Linked DNA regions of Mus musculus: regions 1 and 2 are each linked to region 3. Evidence: chromatin contacts called from public HiChIP or PLAC-seq data. All regions are on one chromosome and are shown on one strand. Each heading gives the region's core, a stretch centred on a gene start, on an enhancer-like site or on the middle of the called end of the contact. The rest is flanking DNA. Distances are from core to core; before and after follow the strand shown. Region 1 has its middle 18 kb from the start of Gm36434. Region 2 has its middle 6.9 kb from the start of Gm36274. Region 3 has its middle 71 kb from the start of Gm30032.

What was found. HiChIP or PLAC-seq counts read pairs in DNA pulled down with a chosen protein or histone mark.
Region 1: an H3K4me3 HiChIP or PLAC-seq map of embryonic basal ganglia shows a contact between it and region 3, with 2.8 times the contacts expected there. The contact joins two enhancer-like sites. A contact is called at or near these places in 3 of 115 datasets of contacts at active chromatin or transcription factors (astrocytes, embryonic basal ganglia and embryonic stem cells) and 3 of 9 other capture datasets (embryonic stem cells, embryonic tail and embryonic trunk).
Region 2: a contact with region 3 is called in an H3K4me3 HiChIP or PLAC-seq map of embryonic basal ganglia, with 4 times the contacts expected there. The contact joins two enhancer-like sites. A contact is called at or near these places in 1 of 115 datasets of contacts at active chromatin or transcription factors (embryonic basal ganglia) and 3 of 9 other capture datasets (embryonic stem cells, embryonic tail and embryonic trunk).

Annotation. Positions count from the first base shown.
Region 1 is chr5:111,680,262-111,683,078 of GRCm38.p6, reverse strand. No RefSeq gene overlaps it. Among named protein-coding and RNA genes, the nearest start is that of Gm36434, 18 kb to the right of the region's middle. Within about 2 kb of position 1,513, at least 36 of the 459 cell types and tissues checked have an H3K27ac peak or open chromatin away from gene starts, as enhancers often do. A contact at or near this core is called in embryonic basal ganglia, where this site is marked.
Region 2 is chr5:111,553,702-111,556,587 of GRCm38.p6, reverse strand. No RefSeq gene overlaps it. Among named protein-coding and RNA genes, the nearest start is that of Gm36274, 6.9 kb to the left of the region's middle. Within about 2 kb of position 1,352, at least 79 of the 459 cell types and tissues checked have an H3K27ac peak or open chromatin away from gene starts, as enhancers often do. A contact at or near this core is called in embryonic basal ganglia, where this site is marked.
Region 3 is chr5:112,048,821-112,051,520 of GRCm38.p6, reverse strand. No RefSeq gene overlaps it. Among named protein-coding and RNA genes, the nearest start is that of Gm30032, 71 kb to the left of the region's middle. Within about 2 kb of position 1,265, at least 20 of the 459 cell types and tissues checked have an H3K27ac peak or open chromatin away from gene starts, as enhancers often do. A contact at or near this core is called in embryonic basal ganglia, where this site is marked.

The DNA.
Region 1 (2,817 bases), core at 264-2,763, 370 kb after region 3:
ACCATCTGTCACCTATAGGACACCCCCATTCAGTCCAGTGTGTCCAGGAGACCTCAGAAGGCAATTTGTATCATCTGTACCACAAAAAAGGAAACTGAGGCACAGAGATGCCAGGAACCCACCAGCAAAGTTGGAGAAGGAAGGAAAAGGACAGTTTATGGAACCACCACCCTATGACCTAATGGCAGGACTGGTCTCCAGGTGGGGAAACTGAGACTAATGGGTACAGGTGGAAATCAAGGCAAGATGGTTGACTGAGGCCAATAGGCACAAGTGGAAGTCAAGGCAAGATGGGTGACATACACTTGAGAGCAATGTTGCTGAGTCGCAGCAAGCCCTGACTTGGACCACAGTAGGACCACATCTCAGCAAAGGAAACTGAGGCAAAGAGGCAGCCCTTACTTAGTAGCTATCACCCAATCTCAGTCACTACCAAGCCATATCCCTGGCTTTCACCCAACCCAGGCAATCTCAGCTAGCAAGGGCCCTAGCTTCAAAAGGGTTCTCAGGCCCCCAGCCCTCCTGATGTGGATGGCAGCCAGAATCTGGGTGTCACCAGAATGTGGGTTGTAGGGAGACCCCATGTCTCCCCCAAATGGCCACACATCTTCTGGTGATCCCAGGAGCAGGAAGGAGTACTTCTGGGGGGGCAGTCCCTCAGTGTCTCCTGAGAGGGGGTGGAGGGGGGTCTCTTGAGATGGGGTGGAGGGGGGTCTCCTGAGATGGAGTGGAGGGGGTCTCCTGAGATGGGGGGTGGATATAGAAAGAGCAGAGACAAGCACAGAAAAGGAGACGAAAAAAATCTAGGGAGGAGAGACCTGCAGACAGAAGCAGACAGACAGAGAGCCTCACAGACAGAGAGACAGAAATAGATATGGAGAGAAGAGAAAAAGCAGACAGGGGAAGAATAAGAGACAGGAACAGCCAGAGACAAAGCAAGACAAGGAGAGAGACAGAGGCAGAGAAAGAAACATAAACGGGGAGACAGCTGAGGAGAAGTGACAGGGAATGTCAGAGCCAGACAGACACTGGCGTGGGACTCGGGGGATGGGGATGGGGGCACAGAGGCAAGAGGTGTGAGAAGGACAGAGGTGAGGCCTGGAAAAGCAGAACCAGTGCCCAGGATGTACAATGCAGGCTGCCAGGGGTGGGAGGTCTGTGTCTGATCTCAGAGAAGCCAGTACAGGAAAGCAATCAGAGGGAGGCTTGTGAGGAGGACTAGCCAGAGCAGAGAGGGAGGAGGGACGCAGGGTGGAGGCAAAGACTAGCCAGGACAGCAGCTGACTGAGGTCCCACCATCCTAGGGACCTCACCAGACTCCAGGATAGCAGCCCTCCAAGGTCCTCCCATTCTGTCTGTCCCCGTACCTGTGACCTCCCCGCTTGCCCCCGCCCTTGATGGCAGAGTTGGCCAGGGTCCAGGGCGGGTCAGGAAGCTGGCCCTCTTGGAGATGAGAAGATGCCCCTTTCTGCCCACTCAGTAGGCCCAGCAACCATTTGCATAAAACGATGTTCCTGCGAGGCATGCTAATGCATCCTGCTATTTTTGCCTCTCCTGGATGCTGGTTTGCATACATTTACATACCCTGGATGAATTAAGCTAGGATCATGTAAATGAACCCACTGGCTGGGGTGAGGGGTTCTGGGTTCCTGCCTCTGGAGGGTTCAGGCTGTCATAGTCTTCTCAGTGTAGACAGTGTCCTGGGGCTCCAGGACAGGTTGGCCAGGGTCAGACCTGTGCCTGTCCCTGATCCTGAGGCCAACACCGCCCGTATCAGGCTTAGGGCTACAAAATGAACTTTCAAAAAATTCATGTTCTATCTTTCCATGGCTTCCAGTGTGCTACAGTAAAGGTCAAGATTCTCCTGTGGCCATGGGACTAATACCTGCCAGGCCCCTAGATCTTTTCTGCCCTCCAGACAGCAGGAATGTGTGGCCAGAAGGTTTCTGCCTGCCACAAACCCTTTGCACGTGCAGCCCCAGTGAAATACGCTTCCCCTCTCTTCAATGCTAGTATTTAATCCGTCCTTCTCAGCCCAGGTCTCATACCAATCCCTCAGGAGACCTCCTCTGGCCTCATCATACTTAGGAACACACTTAGCCCTTGAAGCAGCTGCAAACCTTAAGGATTCGGTGTCTCTTCCTCTAGAGTATCAGAGCCTGGGGAGTATGGGGGACAGGTTTTCTTCATTACTGTCTACTTTAACTGTAACATCAGGTGTACACATTTTCTCAATTAACATTTCTCAAAGTCAGGCGCACGCCTTTAATCCCAGCACTTTGGAGGCAGAGGCACTGGGATCTGAGATTGAGACCACCCTGGTACAGACCGAGTTCCAAGACAGCAAGGGCTACACAGAGAAACCCTGTCTCGAAAGAAAACAGAAAAGAAAAAATTCTGGTGAAGAGATGGACAGTTGGGTGGATGGATGGATGGATGGATGGATGGATGGATGGATGGATGGATAAGTGGGTGAGTAGGTGAATGGATGGGTGGGTGGATGGATGGATGGACAGGTAGGTGGGTAGGTGAATAGATGGGTGGGTGGGGGGATGGGTAGATGCATGGATGGATGCATGGATGCATGGATAGATGGATGGATGGGTGGACAGATAGGTAAGAGGCTGGATGGAGGGATGGAGGGATGGATGGTGGGTAGGTAGATAGATAGATGAGTAGACAGATATACACATGCATGGGGCAGGCTCAGATAGTCAGCCCCTAGCCTGGTGTGCTCCAAACTCAAGGCCCATTGGTGCATGGGGCTTTTACACATCTGTGAACTGAACATGTTCACCATTCCAGGCATTGGGTTTA
Region 2 (2,886 bases), core at 103-2,602, 500 kb after region 3:
CCCAGGAGAGCTGCCTGCACTGAAGACCTCCTTGAGTGCACAGGGAAGGTACTAGGTACATGGAGTTCCCACCCCACCATATCCAGCTAGTACTAGTTAGTGCTGAGCTTTTGGAGATGGGTGTGAGCTAGGCTCAGTTTCCTAAGGTGCCCCCCCACGCCTCCATTTTTTCCTGAAGTACGGTCTCTGGTCTCTTTGAGATCTGTAAGCCTAGCACCCCCAACAGAGAGAAGGCCCCTCTACTACTGAAGTCAGAGTTACAGGTTCAGACAATCACCCTCTCCCTCCCTCCCCAGTCTCTCTCTCTCTCTCTCTCTCTCTCTCTTTCTCTCTCTCGCTCACTCGCTCTCGCTTGCTCTCGCTCTCTTTCTCCCATGTTTATTTTTTTAATTCCAGGATGTTTGGTTTGGCCTGGCTCCAACTCACGGTGTTTTCACTAGGCCATCTCAGATTCCTCCAGCCTGGTCCCAGTTTTTCCTGTAGTGGGTGGGGTGGGGGGAGGAATGAGACCTCTGTCTTGGGGTTGAAGAAGAACCTGGGTCTTGGAGCCAGACTGCTCTGGGTGCAAATGCGGCTCCAACTCCAGGCTGCGCATTCTGTGCCTGGTGCTGTTCCAGCCTCTGAGAAGCTACATCTGAGAGCTTACTGGGCTCCTCACAGGGAATATAGAGCTGCTGAGACAGGACACAGGAGAAAACAGAGGAGGGGCCAGAAATCTCTAGAAAAGTAAGTTCTGCCGAGCCAGCAAGGTCCCCACAGGACTAGAACAGGACACAGTGCCTGTTTCACCAGGCTGAGGTCTCTGCATCCATCTCCAGCACTGCAAATGTTTCACTAAAACCCAGGCAAGGTACAGCCCTATGAAGGCTGAAGAAGCAAGATTACTGTGTGTTAGAGGATGCCTTCACCCTACATATGGGGAAACTGAGGCCCAGAGAGGCCATCAAGCTGCTAAGTAACCCTGATGTAACTTGAGCCCACCCTTGTTCCAGATCCTAGGCTGTACCCCCTCCTCCCTCTCCTCCCTTTTCCCCTACCTTCCTCTCCTTCCCTAGCTTCCAGGGAGGAGTGACCTACAATACCCAGGTCACCTGCTGAGCTTCATCACGTGTGTAAAAGTAGCAGCCAGCATGTCAAACTGCTTTCAGAGCTGGGGCTGCCCCCATAATGGCTTTCTGCAAGGAGGACGGGGGGGGGGGGGGGCTGGGGGGGCTGGGGGGGCGGCTCGGGCCTCAGGACCCAGGGGGAAAAAATGAGGCTCTTTGCCCAAGGTTGCCCAGACCAGGGAGAGACGCTACAGAGGCTGAGCCCCAGCAGCCCTGTCTGGGGCTGGACCCCTCTGCAGCCCCATTCTGGGCCCCAACCCTGCCCGCTCTTCCTCTGGACAATGTAGCCTTTCAGGGCCAGACAAAGGCGAGTTTAAAAGGCGAGAATTGTGTTTCCATGGCTGAGGGGCGGGGGGGCCGCCGGCGGGGAGGGCCCAGCAGCGCAAACCGTGGTGTATTTATGCCCGTCTGACACAACACAATTTGATTTTCCACATAAAAGATCAAATAATATTTCGGTTACAGTTAATTACGCAGCCCAAAAGCCCATCAAAGGCCCCTCTGCATCCACCCAGCCCTTGCTCTGTGGCTCCGCGTGCGCCCAGATTTCACGGATTGCTTCTCAGAGTCTGCACCCCTGCAGCTCCCCGTTCACAGGGGCCAAGGGGGCCGCTCCAGAGACTACCCAGAGAGTCCCCATCTCTGCACACGAGGCCTGATCTCCCCACCAAAATAACAGCCAAAACATCTTACAAGGCAGCAAGCCTTCCCGTGCCCCACAAGCCCCATCTCCCTGTGCTATTAGAGGAAATGGGGTCCAAGGAGGACAAGGGAGCTTATGGAGCCTGCTGCTGTGGCACAGCTACTGAAACTAGGCTGACATGCCACGTCTTAGTTGACCGACTTCTCTGTTTGAAGTGGAACTGCAAACTCCCAACCGTGTTTGTTGAGTGAACAAATAACTTGATGAAGGACTGACCAAGGGAGAGGATGACTATGAGGGAGGAAGGGAGAGAAACCGGAAGGGAGGGCGTGGGGTGGGGGAGGGGAGGGGGAGCTAGGCTCTACCCTGGTGATGGCAGCAGTGCTGAGGGCCTGCACCAGCGTAGCATCTTTTATCTTTTTCTCATGGACTTCCCTCAAGCTGACAGGAAACAGTGTTCATACCCGAGAGCCCTGAGGGCCCGGTTTAAGCAAAGGGTCCCCTCAGAACCTCAGCTCATTCTGTGCGGCATCGTGAACAATTCTCTCAGTGAACACTTGAGAAAACTCTAGAAAGACAGGAACTGAGGCGGACAGACTCTTAATCGGGATCTTCACAAGATAAATTCACCAACCCAGACAACAATGGACTCTCAGAATCAACCCAGAGCAAGAATTCGTGCTGGCATCTTGCCCAGATCTCCCAAAAAGCCCAGAGAGGGTATGCATTCGGCCAAAGATCACACAGCAGCTGGGCAGACTGGCTTTCCTGAGGTTGGATGCCCTCTGGTGTCCATCCCAGGGTAGCATCGTTCTGCCTTTTACAGGTTCTGTGTGGGGGGGCTGGGGAGCACTTAAGTTCCAAAGGTTTGTTAGAGCTGAAGACTCAGCTGGTATGTGCCCACACTCACCTTGCATCAGCCTGCGGATCCCCACACACACAGCCTACCTTGGAGATTCTCCAAGCACCCTAAGAAGGGTGCTCCTCCTGCAACAAGAAAAAGGAGTACTTAGAAACTTGGAAACTCCCCAAGAGGAAGCAACCTGCTCATACCCCAGTCTGCAGATGGAGGAAGGGTCATACAGAACAGGCCACTTCCTCTCCTGTGCAAAGCCCCCTTCATTCTCCAAGCTCAGG
Region 3 (2,700 bases), core at 16-2,515:
TCCTCCTGGAGCACCCTCCAATGGGCAGATGGGTCAGGTCCCTTCCTTCTTTGCCCATCATTAATTTTGTGATATGAAAGAGGGGGTACTGACCCTCTCCAGTCCTCACCCATGCTCTGCCAAGCATAAGCCTGGACCCACCCATGTGTCGATGCCCTCTTGTTGGCCAAGTGGTTCTGGGATAGTGAGAGGACCCTAGATCACTCAACCTTCCACTTACCCTGGGACTTTGGTCGAGAGTCTCTCTCTCTCTCTCTCTCTCTCTCTCTCTCTCTCTCTCTCTCTCTCTCTCTCTCTCTCTCTCCTGCTCTCCTCTCCAGCTTTCACTGTCTCCTTACATGAAGATGATGACATGAGCTTACTCTGCTGTGAGACTTGGCCCTGTGCCCAGCTTGGGGGAAGCACCAGTCAGGTTGGTGGGGATAGTCATGTCCTCCTGCCTACAATGAGGAACACCGAGCTCCTCAGCGCTGGTCTTCCAGGGCCCCAGCCTCTGAGTCAGAGCCGGGTATGAAGAAGGAACAATTTTCTGACCCTGCGTTCAGGCTGCCAGAGCCATTTAGGGGTGTCAGACAAGGAGTAGCCCCTAACACCCAAGCTGCCTAGGTGGTGGCCGGCGTTGGGGTGGCTTCCTCTGACCTTAAACCCTAACGCTCCTGCCCACATCTGCAGCTAAATAAACCAAGTAATCATGCTGGCAGATAGATAATTAAATAATTATCAGGCACTTAATAACGAGGAGTGGGAGCCCTGCCTCTCCGCATTAGACAGTGTCTTTGAGGGCTAATTGTTGCATTACATCAGAGTCCCCTCATTCATTACTCTTGTCATTTCGGGTGATAATTTGCACTTTAGGAGACAGCGACAATTTTAGCAGGCAATTAGAGACGTGTCAGGCCTGGCCCTGTGAGTTACTGTCACAATTATTGCCCTCCCCCCCACACCCCACCGTCCTCATTTGCAACCATGTATTTAAGGGGATTTGGGTAATTCTAGGTCTGGGTAAAACAGCCAACCCATGGGACGGTGGAAGGTCTGGGGATCGGGCAGATACCAGTACCAGAGCAGGGGAGGGATGCTGTACACAGATCTGCAGGGATGGGGCTTCTCGTTGGTGGACAGAAACTGCATCTAGTCGCCCATCAGTGGGGTTCTCCTTCCCTGGTGGCTCTTGATGTTCTTCCACCCTTCCCGGGCATCTTTCTCAGCTCTTTTATAACCGCTTGAGTGCACGTGATTAAGATCTCTTTGCAAGTCTCTGAGAGGCAGGAGAGAATCAGAATGGGCGGAGGAAAGAGGAACGGAGACAGGGAACTGGGAAGTATTCACTAGGGTTTTTAAACCGTAATTTTATTTTCTGTGTTTTGGCATCTTGGGGACTGTTGGGCCTGGGGATAGACTGCTCTTTCCAGATCAGCTGGTTTCTACAGACAGGGGCAAACCAGCTGGATCCCAGCACGACCCCACCCACCTGCTCACTTTACCAGGATTCTACCACCTGGGGGGCCTTGTCCTCAACCGGGAGTCAGCCTGCGCTGAGTCATCCTGAGCCTTACTTACTTAGCTGGGGTTTCTGTTGCTGTGCTGAAACATGGTGGCTAAAAGCAACTTGTGAAGGGGAAGGGCTTATTTTACCTTACACTTTTCTGCATCATGGTTCATCACTGAGGTAAGTCAGCAGGGACTCAAGGCTGGACCCTGGAGGCAGGAGATGAAGTGACACCATAGAAGAATGCTGCTTATTGGCATGCTCCCCATGGCTTGCTCATGCTTTCTTATACCACCCAGGATTCCCTACCCAGGGATGGCGTAATCTACAGAGGGCTGCTCCCTCCCTCCCACATCAATCATCGATCAAGAAAATACCCTATATCCTTGCCCACAGGCCAGTCCTATGGAGAAAGTTCTCAGTTATGATTCCCATTTTCCAGATTAGTCTAGGTTTGTCTCAAGTTGACATAAAAGTAGCTAGCACAGATGGGCAGTGGGTAACCCAGGACTGCCCCTACCTAAAGTTCACTGAAGCTACCAAATAGGCAGCCCGCTATCTACTTGCAGATCTAGACCTCCTCCCACCATGCTATGGCAGAAAGCTCTGATCCATATTCATCCTTGCTTTCTGCCTCCAGCAGACTCCAGTGCCTCCCGGACTGGAACCCGCAGGTGCAGACACTCCCTGGGTGTTTGGGGACTGTGCCTCTGTAGAACACTGCTTATCTCTTGGTCCCCTTGGCAGGAAGAGGAGAGAGGGGGGAGGAGAGAGGGAGTAGAGGGGGAAAGGAGAGAGGAAAGAAGAGGAGAGAGGGAGGAAGAGGAGAGAGGGTAGGGGAGAAGGAGCAAGAAACAGGGAAGGGAAGAGAGGGAGAGAGGAAGAGAAACACACACAGGGGTGGGGCAAGAGAAACAGAGCTGGGAGGGCAGAGAAAGGGCGATACTCAAAAGTTGTGTTTGAGAGCAATACGTTTTCACTGACTCCTCATCATTAAAGCCCGGTGCCTGGGTTTATGACTTCCTTGATCCTGAGAAACTCCACAAGACCATGAGTTAGCAAAACATATTTTGACTGGCTACAGGAGACTCAGAGGAAAAAGCACTGTCACACTCAAGTGCAAAATTCCACAAAAAAAGAGGAATTGAAACTGTAGCCACCACCTTGCAACTATATCCTGAGCCATAAGACAAGAAAAGCATTCTATGGCC